Regions from separate parts of the Mus musculus genome. Here region 2 is linked to region 1. The links are chromatin contacts, called in public promoter capture Hi-C maps. All regions are on one chromosome and are shown on one strand. The core of a region is the stretch at or near the end of the contact, and the rest is flanking DNA. Distances in the headings are between cores, read along the strand shown.

Region 1 (7,574 bases), core at 1,379-3,878:
CGTCTGGGTGCCCTTCTCTAGATGCTGGAACTAGAAAGACAGCTCTCAATCCTTAGGAGGGTCCTTCCAGTCTGAGGAGGGAGAGGAGATTGGGAGAAAAGGAAGTTTTATGCAGGGTAGAGAAACAGGTAGTTTCTACCTGTGACTGCGCAGATGAAAGGAAGAGGTTAGGCTCTGGAATTTACACCCAAGGAACTATTTCTACCTCAGCCATCTTCTGCGTGCACCCGTAATCTCTGGATCACTGAGAAACTATCATGCAGGTCATCTCAAGGCACAATGAGGGGTGGCATTACTAAATTATGAAATCAAATCCTCACTCTACACCCTTCAACTGACCCAATGGATTCACAGCTTTCTCTAGCCCCTCCCCCAAAGGAAAAAAATGTAACCTAGAGTCTCCTATGGTCTCCTTTTACTTAGTCACAAAACTGATCTGAGATAACATGGCATCCACAGCAGTGAGCATCATCTACGTGCTTCGATTTCCAGGGTCACATTAAGGGAAAGTTGCACACACAGTCTGGAGAGGTGACACAGGAAACAACCCAGGCTCGCCGTTCTGCTGAGCAAGAGAGGGCTCCTGCCTTTCCCTGCTCATAGTAGAGAGGTTTAAAAAAAAAATCAATCTCATTTATGAATGACAAGGGAAACTTGGAAAGATCCACAACTCACTTTTCCTGAAAACATTTTTACCTTTGAGATGAGTATCATGTCCCGAACCCCAGTTACCAGCCACCCTTTTCTCATCCTTTCACAAGAATCATCTTCCCAAAATGTCTACTTGTAGAAGCAAGATGTAGAATTTCACAGAAAAACTACAGAGAGTCACAGAGAAAGCTATACACAACCCCTGTTAGCCAGAAAGAAAGATCAAGAGGAAATAAGGCAGGAGATGCGTCTATCCAGACAGTAAAATAAAACAACCTCCCCTCCCCAGAAAGTGTGGAACCCATGAATAGGGGAGGAAGAACAACACATAGAAACTATGTTTGTAATTACCCATCCAGGATCTCTTCCAGGAGAAGCAGCTGATTGAAGTTTTGTGGGAATCTGACTGTGATGGGAGGACTGTATTTGAAGCTCTGGGCACGTAGAGATGGAATGAGAAGGAGGCTGAACTGGAAGAAACACCAAGGGGGGAGGGAAGAGGAGAGAGAGAGAGAGAGAGAGAGAGAGAGAGAGAGAGAGAGAGAGAGATCGCCAGCTACGCCTTCCTCCCAGCTCCAGGAGGCCCCGGCCAGCGCTCATTCCGGAACTGTGGAACAGGAGTCCGGGAGGCCAGGCAGCCCTGCGCTTGGCCCTGGCCTGGCCCGTCCGCGGACGACAGAGGCCCCGTGGCCAGGGCCCCACTCCTGGCCGGCTACAGAGCGCAGGGAGCGCACAGAGTGGGGGAGTTGTCCAGTTCAGCACCACGGCGACGCAGTAGGTGGGCGCTCCTGCTCCGAGAGCTGTCCAGTCCAGCACCGCGGCGATGCTGTAGGTGAGAGCGCCCGGTCGTGGGGAGCTGTCCACTTCAGCACTACGGCGATGCAGTAAGTGGACGAGCCCGGCCGGGGTGAGCTGTCCGTTTCAGCACCACGGCGATGCTGTAGCTGGGAGCGCCTGGCCCGGGGCTGCGCGGCCGTGAGCGGGGGAGGCGGGCGGGCCTGCCTGCTGCAAGACGCCGGCTAGCGCGCCCCATCGCTCGCTCGCTCGCTGGCTTCCGAGGAGCTTTGCGGATCGGGGGAGGGAACCCCGCCTCGATTCTCCGGGAGAAACCCCCTCCCTCCCCCACTTCGCCGACACTACCCCCGCCGCCAACAACAATAACCGCGGCTGCTCGTCCTGCCGCCACCGCGCCCGCCAACCCTGCTGCCGCTGCCGCTGCCGCCGCCGCCGCCGTTACCGCCGCCGGGGCACAACCATGGGAGGCGAGACCCCCTCACCGGTGCAGCTGAGCTCGAGGGCTTGCAGAAGACTGGGCAGTCTCCTCTGAAACGGAGGCGCCTCGAGGACCCCCTCCCTCCCCAAGGAAGAGAACTGGCGAAGCCACGGATTTTCATGGCGCAGGCCGCAGAGCCGCGAACGAAGACCGAAGGTTGCTTCCCAGCTCTTCCAGTCTCTAACTGTCTAGGTCCGGACCATGAGAGATGGTGTTGAGAATTCGGCTGTACCCTGGCGCGCTGTGGAAGCCATCTCCAAATTAGCGATCACATATGGAAACTGGAGACCAGAATTTTAGGAAAAGAGATTAAGGCATCTCACTTGGGGGGGTGGGGGGGTGTCTTTTTATTTATTTTCCCTTTTTTTAAAAAAATCGCTGCAACTGGAACAGTTTTTTGATCTCAAAAGGCAAGCCTCTCTTCCCGTGTGATCTTTATAATTTACACACTTTTCCGTGAGCTTTCTTATCTCCCTTTTTTTATATCTCTCCATATTCTCTATTCACACATATATCCATTATATTAGTAGTGGAATTACCAATCGCACCCTCACACACACGCTCCTGAGAACCAGAAGTCGGTTGGGTGTTTATATAATGAAGAATTATGGGGCTGTTTGATCGAGGTGTTCAAATGCTTTTAACCACCGTTGGTGCTTTCGCTGCCTTCAGCTTGATGACCATCGCTGTGGGAACCGACTATTGGCTGTACTCCAGAGGGGTTTGCAAGACCAAAAGTGTCAGTGAGAATGAAACCAGCAAGAAGAACGAGGAAGTTATGACCCATTCCGGATTATGGAGAACCTGCTGCCTCGAAGGTATTTGATTTCCAACCTCCTCCCCCTTCCCACGCCGCCCCTCCCCTCCACACCCCCCCCCCCGCCTCCAAATAAGTCCCCTCCACATTCCACCATTTTCCCACTTCACTCCCTCCGCCGCTGCCGCTGCAGATCAAGGTTGACTGGGTTAGTTTCAGAGGAAAGAAAATCAATAAGCAGAACCCACACTCTCTACTCTTTGGCTTCCACCCCGTCCTCCCAAACCTCCTCATTGGAATGATCTATGGTATGGTGAAAACAGGAAATTGTCTGTAGAGTTCAGATGTGCTCTGGATGCTTTGGAGTCCTTAGGGTTTGCCTTTGGGTCTGGCTTTGCCACCTATGAGGAGGGAAAAATAATTGCTTCCCTGTGTGCTGCTCAGCCTTTTGCAATGAAGGATTCAGAAAAAAATGCTCTTCCTCTTCTCTCGCTCCTCAAAAGTTACAGGCCCAGCACCATCTGCAAGTCTCCCTTTAAAAAAAGAAATCTGTTGTTTCTAAGAATCCTTATTTGGTAGATTCTAATTATTCTAGGAGCTCAAGCCGAGTTCAAGAGCATTTCGTAATGTCTACGAGCCCCGCGTACCATTCGAGGTGGCTGGCTGTGTGTATGTGTGTGTTTTTAACGTTTACGAAGTCTAAAATGCATGTGTCTCTCACAGGAAACAAGCCCAAGTTCTAATCAACAGCGGTCACTTGCGGGTTAGACCGAGCGCTGATTTGCTTCCACGCAGAGTGACATGTCTGTCACCCAGAAGCAAGTCGAGTCAGCACTGTGCAGGCAGGAGGCGAGGGCATGGAGAGGTTGAGGGGTGGAATGGGAAAAAATGGGGTGGGGGTGTCAGCTGTTGGTCTTGATCTTGCAGAGTCATTGGGGCATGTGCGCCGCATGTGCTGTGGGCTGAGGGGCTCCCACAATGTAAAGGCCAGGACACTAGGACATGAGGAAGGCATGTGCTTTTGGGATACATTAATAAACACAAGAGGGGGGAACTCTGCAGGTCATACAAGCTGCATTTAGCCACAGACTTTAATATGAAGGAGTGAATTTGCATAGCTATATCTGTCTGTGTGCAAAAGCCACCTATAGGAAGACAGACAGAGAGACACATATGCCCCTGTATGGAAAGAGGCTTGTATGTGTTCCACTGATGTGAACCAAGCCTGGAGGCCCTTTGAGGTGGCATCGGGAAGTGAGCACTGCAGAACTGTTTGTTAAGCTCAACATGGGATGGTGCTGCAGGGAGTTGGGGCCAGCAGATGGGGGAGAGGGCAAAACTGATGTGATCCTGGGGGGTTGGGGGGTGTCTAACCTATACTAAGCCAAACACTGGTCTGGGAAAAGAGCTCCCATCACATGCCCCCTCCCGGTGTTCTTGGTGCAAACGGTTGAGTGATGGCTGAACATGTTTTGAATAGCTAAGTGACTTCATTGAGCGATGGTCTGTTTGACGCATACTGCATTTGATACCCTTTCTCAGTCCAAGCGCTGCCTTTAACATTCTGCAGAGGTGCTCTCTGCTGAACACTCCGTGCTCCTCCTCAGCCAGAGAGTCAATATCAGGAAATTAATAGGGACCGTTTTACACACACGCATTCTGCCTCTCTTAAAAAATGAAAAGCCTTTCATAGCGCCAGTCATTTTCAGTGAAAAGGCAGCTTCCATGTAATTAAACATTTATGGCAAGCTTTGATGCCGAAAGAGAAAGAAAGCAAAGGGAATGAGGGTTGCTTTGGGGACATGATCCTGGCAGCTGTTTGCATTCCTTGGATTTTGGTTAGAGGGATAAAAGATCTGCAGCCAAGAAAAATTAGAGAAAAATCTGTGTTTTTATTTTAGGGCAAATGTAGTCAGATATCAGTGACTTGGTATAAATATGCTTTCTAAATCGGGGATTTTTTTGTGTGTGTGACGGATCCTTAGTGTTGTGATCTTCTAAACATCTTGTAATTCGCAGTAGACACGACTGCGATGGCACTGGGTCACTTGTGCATCAAAAGGCTTAAGTATTTTCATTAGACGCCCATCTGTTCCAAGTCCGAAGCTACCCACCTCCTCTAACTTTCTCTCCGAGCTTTACTCTCTTCTGCCTCGATCAACTATAACGTGTTAGAATTGCAGCCGCCGCCCCCCCTCCCCCGCCTCCTAGGGTTGTGTGATGCTCACAGGAGCTGTGGGTTTGGCACTGTCCCCAGCGGCCACCCTGGGTGCCCAACCCAGGCACTTGCCTCCAGGCTGTGAGGGGAGGGCTAGATTAATAGTCTTTCCCACTAGGCTCAGACTGAAAGAGCTAATGAGCTCCAGGGCCCTGTCTGACCAGACCTTTCCATCTCTTACACCTTCCGCCTTGGGGTTCCGCAAACCTGGGACCACCTCACCTTGGCCACTTAGGAAGTGTCTGGTGCTGATTTTCTAACTGCATGCACTTCCTAAAACTAGAGTTTGGGGACTTATGTGAACTGGCATGCATGGGTCCTTATGGTATTGACAAGTTAGCATCTCTGAGTCTTCAGAACAGAGTCAGCTTCATCGAGGGCTGGGTGATTGGCGCTTCTTCAAGTCAGGGTCTGGGGTAAGAAAGACTTTCCAAAAAGATCCCTCCCATCCCACCTTGGATTGCGCTCTGTACCCACACTGAAGACCTGGCGAACAGGTTTCCAGTTTTCTCCCTGAGAGTCTGCCAGTAACCTCAGCTGAAAACCAGGCCTGATCTCCTCTTGTCTCTATTGCTCTCTAGCTTTCATTAGAGTTTTTGTGTGTGATCTCATGAGATGGTTATTTTTCTTTTACCTCTTCATGAAAAGAAGAATTGCGAAGTAGTCCCTTGCCTCTGTGGCTGCTTTTGAAATTAATGAGTCTGTGGAGGGATTAAAAAAAAAGGGACATGACCACCTGTTAAGGCCCCACTCTGGGTAAGGAGAGAGATGAAGGAAATCTTCCCCTCTACAGATAACGGAAAGGTCTCTCAGGTGAACTCTTGAACTCTCTGGCAGGTGGGTGCCTTTCTGGGGATCCGAGCCTGTGGTGGGAGAGGTGATTGGCGTGACCCTGGCATGAACAGAGTCCTGGGTGGAAGCCTTGAATTGTTCAGAAACTGCCTTAGGGGTCCTGGGGTGGGGAGCTGAACTGGCTCTTTCAGAAAATAAACTTAGTCAAATCTCTGAGAAGGCACAAAACGATGTGCTCAAAGCATAGTGTGTCTGGAACACCGTGGCTTGCCTACTTGGAGAATGAGCCTCTGCTGTTACCTCAGAGAAAGCATTATCTCCAGGGACTAGCGTTCTGCCCTCCAGCTCCTGCCTTCCTTCTGTCCCCACTCCACTCTCCCCCAGAGGATTGCCAGCCCTGCAGAGGAAGAGCCAAGGACTGGTACACAAGCCTCCCCCACCCGCTCTGTCGTTTTGTGCCCCTTACCTCAATGTATAGGGAACAACAAAAATATTGCCTTCTGTCTAGATTGGTGCCTTCCCCCTGACGGACTTTCCAGCTCCTGTAGCGTCAGGGGTGTCTCCATCTGCTTGTGCATGGCACCTCTGATGGTCACCCTGCACCTCCACTGCCTTTGAACGACACCTTCGCTGCCCCTGGTTGTCTTTTCTAAGTTCAGAACTGCATGGTCCTTGCCTGGCCTTCAAGGTGGCAGAATGTTCCAGGTCCCTCAGCATGCTCTCTTGTTTCTACCGACAGAAGGGGGTAGAGTTTTTGCTTTAAGGGAGGCCGCCCACCTTTCTGGACACTCTTGCCTTCCCTAATGTTATAAGAATATTTCGAGATAACCTGACATTTTCTAGGCCCTAGAGTCTAGGAACTTTGCCCATAGTAGGTGCACAAGAAATATTTATCAACATCCTGATTCAGAGATTCTTAATATGGTTGAGATGAATGCAAACATTATTAGAATGGAGAGAGAGAGAGAGAGAGAGAGAGAGAGAGAGAGAGAGAGAGAGAGAGAGAGAGATCAGAATAATTTGTTTTTTTTTCTTCCTGGAATTCTTTTTAAAAAATAATAATGAGTCATGAGTCTATTATAAAATACGAGAAGCCAAAGGACTCTGCCACTGGGCTGTGCAGTTCCTAACTGGCCAAAGCGAGGGCCATTTATTCAAGGGAAGGGGAAGGTAGTCTGCACCATCTCTACAGGGGAGGGAGGGAGAGCAGCGGGTTGTCTTCGTTTCTGCCATCATAATTCAATTGTCTGCTGGTCCTCTCCAGAGCAGGGGCCTCAGGCAGACCATGGGCATTGTAACTGACCACACCTAGTCAGCACCTATAGAATTTTCTTTTCTTTAGGAAAACTCTCATCTAGTTCTTCATTTAAAGACCCGGGAACACCCCACGCCAACCCTCCCCTCTCAGGACCTAGGTTTTGATAGCAGCATGTCAGAGAGCAGGCCCAGTGTCTTGGCATCTCTCACCTACTAGGCAAGCCTGACTTGCACATATAGGGTCACATGGCAGAAAGTGGCTGAGCCAGGACTTGCACTCAGGTCCCTGTGACACGTGGAGCTCCCCTGTCTCCTATGCTCCATGGGTTCCAGAGGCCAAAGGAAAGCCCTGGGGGCTGGCACCATGGCTACTTTCATGGTTCCTGCAAGTAACAGGTTCTGTTTTGTTTGCATCGGATAGAGACCCATTGAGCCAGCATGAGTAGTCAAGAGGGCTGAGCTCTTGACCACTCCAACCTGCCAATGTGCCACTCTGCCCCTCTCAGGAGGACATGACTGTAGTCCACCCCTCTTTCTTGGCTAGACGGAGGCTAGGAGATTGTAGTGACCAAGTCCCAACAGAGGACTCTAGGCCTGACCCACTGGGCACCTCTTGCTTTGTGACC
Region 2 (7,574 bases), core at 1,819-4,318, 2.1 Mb before region 1:
GGGGTTCTGAGTTCAATTCCCAGCAACCACATGGTGGCTCACAACCATCTGTAATGAGATCTGACGCCCTCTTCTGGTGTGTCTGAAGACAGCTATAATGTACTCATATAAAATAAATAAGTAAATAAGTCTTTTTATTTTTTTTTAAAGTGCTCAAATGATACCATATACACTGTTCCCATTTGAGAGTCAGGGAAACTGAGGTCAGAGAGATAGTCACAGATTGAGAAGTGGCAGAGTCAAGATCTGGACCTGGCCACTGGATCAAGAGTCTGCTTCAAGTAATGATGCCTGGGTCTCTGGCAGCCAGCGCAGGGCTGGGCCGGTGCAAAGTACCCAGGGGAACCTATTGCCCTGCTGGTTGCTAACCTGAGAAAAAGGCTTATGTTTTCTTGAGTCCCTACCCCTCATCTGAATACAACATGTTTCTTGGCCTGAACGTCTGAAGAAAGTTCTAGAAAGGAGCCTGTGTCTCCAAGTAAAGAGCTAGGTCTGATTAGAAGAAGAGCACTCCAGGAGCAGAGCAGTATGCCTCAAAGGAGCTGCATGGTGGTGGGTACCCAGAGGGACCAGGGCACTCTTCTCTGTAGAGCACCCACCCTCCTGCCGGCCACTCCTCACTCCTCACCTCCTCCTAGAATCCCAGAGGGAAGTCCTTGACCCTCCCTTTCACACCAGTCCTCCCATGATCCTCAGCATAGCCCGATCCCCCCCCCCCCCCCCCCGTGAAACTGGCCTCACAGCCAGCTGGCATCAGATGGCCTCATTTTACAGGTAACAATACCAATGCGGCAGCCAGCAATTTCCCACCATGGTGCAGGTGTCAGGCATCCTTATATGCCACCTCACTTCTAGTCCTCGCCAAAATCCTGGGGAGGACTCTCGACTTCACAGAGGTGGAAACTGAGGCTCAGGGCACCAACTTCCTGAAGTGAGACAGCTACAGATCCTCACATACACACACATACAGACAAACATATACTCGCACACAGACACTCACAGACACTCACATAGACATTCACACACACATACACACACTCACATATACTCACAGACACACATAGACGCTCATATACACGCAGACATACACACAGACACTCACCTACACACTCACATACATATACACACACACATATACACACACATAGACATTCACATACACACACACACAGACACTCACACATACAACCATACCTCACAGCACAGCATGGGGTAACTGATGAGCACTAATGACAAGACACACAGAGTTCCAAAAGAGGCCGCTGAGGCCATTTGCTCAATCCCTGCCAAGAACAGCTAGCTCCCTGCAGTCCCCTGGAGCCAGTCCTAGCTTCCTGGTGTGGACATCCACATTTTCTCTACCTGGCCATCCTGTTCGGAAGCGCTCTTCAGAGGTAATCAGGCGTTCCCACTGGCGTACCCTCGGGGACCTAACAGCAGCTTATGCCGGTGCACGAGGTGTGCTAGGTGCTGCCCATAAAATAGGGCTCCAGTCACCCCAGAGCTCTCTCATCTCTGTCAGAACTCTTATCTCTGTCTCCCTGTGTGTCTGCCTCCATCTATCTATCCCTCATGTCCACACTCCAAGGCACACCTTGGCACCACCTGCCAAAAGTACCCCCACCTCACCTCTCACGGCATTTGTCCTATCACTGGTGTTGGGACTCAGATTCGAACCATGGTTGTTGCAACCATAACATACAGTACTAATCACTATACAACCACAGCTGGCCACACATGGATACCCACTCTTCAGCTCATTTCTCCTCGTGGTTCAGTGTCCCACCATGCTACACACCATCTCTCAACACACCAGAGAGCACATCTCTCGGTCCTTTCTCTTACTATTTCTTCAGCCCTGGGAACTTTTCCGTCTTCCAGTAGGTTCTTCCTCCCTAGAGCAAAGAGCCCCTCTTTCTAACTTTCCCAGAAACCCTGCCTATCTCCTTAGCGTTGGGCAGCACTAATAATCCTGGAGTTGCCAGCTCCCAGAAGGAGAGAGCCTTGTCTTGCTCTCCCTGTCATCCTCACGGTTGGCTCATTGCCTGGACCTTTAATAACTGTGTCCCTCCAGGTCAATCCCCCATGAAGGCATTTCTGCACCCGTGTCCCAGAGATGATGGAGGACCACAGAAAAATCCCAGTAGGGAAAATGTTCCTGCCTACATCCCCCTTCTGAGTTCCGCAGGCGAGGGAACATCATCAGACCTCAGGCCATCGGAGATGACTGGGGCGCAGCAGTCAGAGATGCTGCGCCCCAGCTCAGGCACCCCCGCCACTAGCACAACCAAGCAAGCTCCCCTCCCCACCCCAGCCCGGTTCTAGAACTATTTGTAGATATTTATAGCGCCCTCCCCCAGCCAGGAGCCCTCCTCCGCCCTGGGCAGTGCAGTGCAAAGAGAGGGAGACCCCTCCCCAGTAGAAGGTGGGGGCCTCTCATGCTAAGCTTTTCCCTGCTCCCCACTAAGGCAGCTGTAGTTACAGCTCCAGCCACAGCCCCCACACTCGCCCAGCACCCCAACCGCGCCTGGGCCTCGGCCAGCAGCCGCAGCAGCCCGGGATCGGGGGTGGGGAAGGCAAGAGCTGAGGCCTCGCGCCCCCAGCCCCGAGCTGCGCCGGAGGTGGAAGGGAGCGCAGCGCACAAAGCATGGCTGGAGCTCCGCGCCTCGGGACGCCCCCACCCCACCCCGGTCCAGCCAAGGGAGGGGGTCGCCGCGCCAGGCTCTGCCCCGCGGCCACGGAGAGCTGCGGAGAGCAGGCGGGTGGGGGCAGGGGGCGCCGGTTAAGCAGTCCCCCACATCTCGCCCCTACTCGGCCCCATGCCCCCGCCCCCGGGGCTGCGGGACCACCACGGGGGGAGACGGGAGTGGGGAGGACGCGGAGGCGAGGCCTGGGGTGCGGGGAAGATGCAGGGCTGCGGCGCGGGTCCCCGGCTCCAGGGTCAACTCACCCATCGTCCGCTGGGTCTCAGCAGCGGCGGTAGAAGCAGCGGCGGCGGCGGCTCCGGGGCCCCCGGGGTCCCCGGCGGGGAGATGCTGGCGTCCGCCGCAGCCTCTCCTCGCCCCATCCCGGGCTCCGGCGGCGGCGGCTGCGGCGGGCGCCCGGCATCGCAGGCAGCGCGGCCCGGGCCCGGCCCGATCCCCGCCCCCCACCCCACCTCCACCCCGTCCCGCGGGCCCGGCGCGGCCGCTTGACTGCACCCCGGGGCGGTAGCGGGGGCGCGGCGGCGAGGCCGAGCGCTGCGCTGGAGGTGCCCGCTCCCGCCGGCCCCCGCCCCGCCCCCGCGCGGCCGCGTCCCCTCCCCCGCCAGCCGGGCTTTGCGCGCTCCGGGCCAGGGGCGCCTGGACCGCGAGCTCCCGCCACCGCCCCGCGCCTCTTTCGTGTGTATGTGTGTGTTTCTGTGTGTGTGTGTGTGCGCAGCAATCGGACGCGCGAGTGTGCGCGTGCCCTGCCTGTGACCGTGCGTGCGCCGGCCCACTGCCCGGGCGTCCTGTGCGGGTGTGTGTGCTGTGTGAGGCGGAGCTGGCCAAAGTGCTTGTCGGGCTCTGCGTGTGAGTGGATCTGTGTGTCTGTGTTCTGCAGCGTGTGATAGATTGGCCCTTATGTGCATGGGGTGTGTAGATAGATCCGTACTGTGGCGTGATTGTGGGCATACTGTGGCTGGGGGCACAGGCCTCCTGTGTGGTGGTGTGACAAAGTCCTGACCGGTGTGTACATCACTGTAGCCCTATGCAGAGGCCTGGTACAGGAAAGCGTCTAAAACACTGGGTACTGGGTCGACACAGTGTCCGTGCTAGTTTGTGTCTTGCTCGGATGTGTTGGCCTCTGTACATCCTTCTGCCTCCACCCTCTTCATCAATGCACAAAGCCACCCATGAGGCGCAGAGGGTGACAGAATGTGCTGGATCTGGGATTCAACCCCAGACTTGGAGGTTTCTCCATTCTTCTTCCCCACCCCCCACCCCCAGGATGCTGCTTATAATGGGCATCTCTAGCACTCAGGTCACCTATGATAGATTTATTTATTTTGTTTTTTCAAGACAGGGATTCTCTTGTGTAGCCCTGGCTGTCCTGGAACTCAACTCTGTAGACCAGGCTGGCCTTGAACTCACAGAGATCTGCCTGCCTCTGCCTCCTGAGTGCTGGGATTAAAGGCGTGCACCACCAACACCCGGCTCTAAATGATCTAAATATCCCCAGAGCCCTGCTGGATTGCAGTCAGAAGCACCTGACATGGGTGCTGGGACTTGATCTCAGATTCTCTGGAAGGGTGCTCTTAACCACTGAGCCATTTCTCCAGCCCTGACACTTTTTCTTGATTTGAGGCATTCTGTTGTGACCTAAAAACCAGTACACCACCTCTATAACTTGTCTCCCTCTCAAGGTTATCAATTTGTCTGAATGTATTTACTTATTGTGGCGCTGGGAATGAAACCCAGACCCTCCCATATGCCAGCCAGTTACCATAGGTTATATTCCACACACAACTTGCATGGCCTTTGATTTCAGTATAATGCAAAACACTCCCATTTGCCTGCCCTGAGCCTTCTGCATTAGGAGGCAATGAGAAGTACCACCCCCTGCAGTTGTGTGGAGGAAAAGAGATGGCCTGGCCTTGCCCTGCACAGAGTTGGACACATCTGGAAGGTTCTGGAGACCTGCTGCTTGCTCTCTCTCCCCACCCCGACCCCCCACTCACCCTTGGATCTTTGTTTTCCTTCCTTTTCCAAATTCCCAAGCTTCTTGGGAGGCCTCTGGGAAGGAGGAGGAGCTGTCTCGGTTAGGGTCATACCAAAGTCCGCCTCCGTGTCTTGGGGTTTCTTTCCTGGTCTTTTGGGACAGTGTGGTGAGTACAGATTTCCCCAGCCCTTCAGAGATAGCAAGTGACTTCCTAGGCCGTCCTGGGTATGGTCCAGGATAGCAAATGCCCCTCCCTGGCTCAGCCCAGACCCGTTGGGAGGAGGAGCTCACCTCCCCTGGATCTGGCAGGAAAGAAAGAGAGAGCCTCTATTTCCCCTTCCTCTGACCTCTTTCAGTTCCTTCTCTTTGACAAAGCAGCTTGAGGCAGGGAATATGGACTTACTAAAGCTTGGGTTCTAGTCCTGTCCCACCGTGAACCCTTGAGCTTCTTCATTGTAGAGTAGGGTGCTAGGATCGTCCTTCCTACCGATATCAGCAGCATCTGGCTACCCGTTTAGTCACTTCCTGTTGGGGGGGGGTGTAGGGAGGGGCTTGGTAGGTGGTCCTCGCCCCCCGCCCCCCTTTCCTCAGGACTGGCTGGTAAACTTGGAGGTTGTAGGAGCTGGAGTTGGGAGAAGCCCAGATACAAGATTATCCTGCCCCCAGCATGTTGCACGGTGTCACCTTACAACTCAAGCTGGCTCTTTCTTTCTAGAGCTGATTTGGCTCGGGGAACAATTGCTAGGTCTGTTACCCAAGCATTGGCTTTGCCTGCTAGGCAGCTGCATTCCCCTCCCTGGGTCATCTCACCTGGCCTCTGGGTCTACAGGTGAGGGGTTCCCACTCATCCTTCAGGATCTAGCCCAGATACCCCATCTTTCTGAAGGCCCCTGAAGGGCTTTCTAACTTCCAGAGACCACGCCCAAGTTCTAGTTGGAGAATCCTCACCTGGGTGACCCTAAACAAGTCTCTTCTCTCTGCATGCCTCAGTTTCTACTCTGATCAAGCCTGAGGCAGTGGATAGACAGGGATCCATTATTGCAAGGTATCCAGGAATATTCCAAAATTCTCAAAAGCATGTGTGCTTGTAAGCATATGTCAGCATATGCATTAACACATGGGTGTGACTTAGACTGTGCGCGCGATCACACACACACACACACACACACACACACACACACACGTGAACATAGGTATGTGGACAAGGGCATGCTCGGTGTATGTGTTCCTGGGGAGGGCTTAAGACTATCGTCAAATTCTCAAAGGAGTTGGGACACGTTTATGAATCTTGGGCTCTTCAGCACCTCAGGGACCATCCCAAGCCCATCCTCCCACTGTTGTCTAGGCCTACTCTTCAGCCTCTGCTCAAACCCAGCCTTTCAGCATTCTGCCAAGCACAGCCTCCCTGGGCCCCCACTGTCTACCCTTCTTCTCCTCTGCCTTCTCCCCTCCCATTTCTCCTCCCCCTCCACGGACTTTTCACCTGCAAGCATAGCAGATAATTCACCATGTTCGTGTGGCCTCATCTGCCTATCTTCCCCGGTGGGAGGGCAGGCATCTTTGCTGACTTTGCTTGCACCCAGCACAGCCTGGCACACAGACCACAGGAGCTCCACAAATCCTGCCAAATGGCCAGGAGCCTCAGGCGCCTTCCCTAGCTGGCTTCTGGCTTCTTTTTTGAGGAATACCTCTCACCAGGAGGGTCTGTGGGAGGCTTGTAGCAGGAGAGAGCCCAGAGAAAAGTGGTAGCCCCTTGGTGAGGGAGGCCCCTTTGCTGGAAAGTACCCTCGGTGGGCCAAGGTTGTTATGTGCCACCAGAGCATGACCTGGGATGACAGCATCCTTCATAAACCCCGAGAAACTCAGGTCCCTGCTCTATTTCCAATTCCAACCAGGGTCCTCTGGCCCTGTGCTTTCCTGAGCAGCCCCAAAGCCCCCATTAGGTGACAAGTGAGACAGGAAGAGACGGTTGGGTATCTGAATAGCAGAGCTAGGACTCCAGCCCATGTTCTAGATCCTGAGCCGGGAGCTTCAGCTACATGCCAGCCTCGGACTCCAGGCTATCGTGGGCTGGGAGGAGCGAGCCTCCTACCTGTCACCAGGAAAATCTGGGTTTCTGAGAGCAGAAGAGACAAGGAGAAAGCAGGTAAGCAAGGGATGCTGGGAGCAGCTTGGAGGTCAGGGCAGAGCTGGAAACAGCACTGGAAGGGCACAGCATGCAGGCTGTGAGGAGAGGACCACCATTGTCTCTGCCTAAGCTGCTTCTTGCTTCAGCATCTGTGGAGAGAAGCTGACACACCCACTGCTGTCCATACACATCTGCAGGAACCCAGAGACCCAGTCCTGACCTGTCCCAGCTGTGTGTAAAGTAGGTATTTCCATACCCACTCTGTCTCATGGCCACAAAGCCTTGTGTATACACAAATACATGTGCACACCCAGGTCATACCCTTGAGCCTACAAATCCCTACTGGGCACTCCCTAAAAAACAATACCGCAACATTCCACAGTGTCACCACAGGGAGAGACTGGGCTGGGAACCAACCCTGAGAACCTGACAGAGGTGATCCAGTTACCCAGAATCCCTCTTCTGCCTTTATGTCCCTCTTGCATGCACAGCAATGCCTGCTTCAGGGAAGCAGCCCCACAAGTCAGAGATGGGGACGCAGGCCCAAGATGTTGTCTTGGGGTCTGGCTACCTGACTGCAGTTTCTTTCTTTTTTCTTTTTTTCTGAGACAGGGTTTCTCTGTGTAGCCCTGGCTGTCCTGGAACTCACTCTGTAGACCAGGCTGGCCTCGAACTCAGAAATCCGCCTGCCTCTGCCTCCCAAGTGCTGGGATTAAAGGCATGCGCCATCACTGCCTGGCCTGACCGCAGTTTCAACAGCTGGGTG

Evidence for each region. Promoter capture Hi-C pulls out the DNA fragments that hold promoters and counts their contacts.
Region 2: a promoter capture Hi-C map of liver shows a contact between it and region 1, with 6 times the contacts expected there. The contact joins the promoter of Mgat3 here to the promoter of A730060N03Rik in region 1. A contact is called at or near these places in 2 of 39 promoter capture datasets (both in liver).

Annotation. Positions count from the first base shown.
Region 1 is chr15:78,113,849-78,121,422 of GRCm38.p6, reverse strand. A730060N03Rik (a long non-coding RNA gene) reads right to left here and starts at 2,628. Exons shown (of 2, transcript XR_875456.2): 1 at 1,003-2,628. Cacng2 (calcium channel, voltage-dependent, gamma subunit 2) reads left to right here and starts at 2,143. Exons shown (of 4, transcript NM_007583.2): 1 at 2,143-2,742. The coding sequence starts at 2,532.
Region 2 is chr15:80,169,215-80,176,788 of GRCm38.p6, reverse strand. Mgat3 (mannoside acetylglucosaminyltransferase 3) reads right to left here and starts at 3,068. Exons shown (of 2, transcript NM_010795.4): 1 at 2,951-3,068.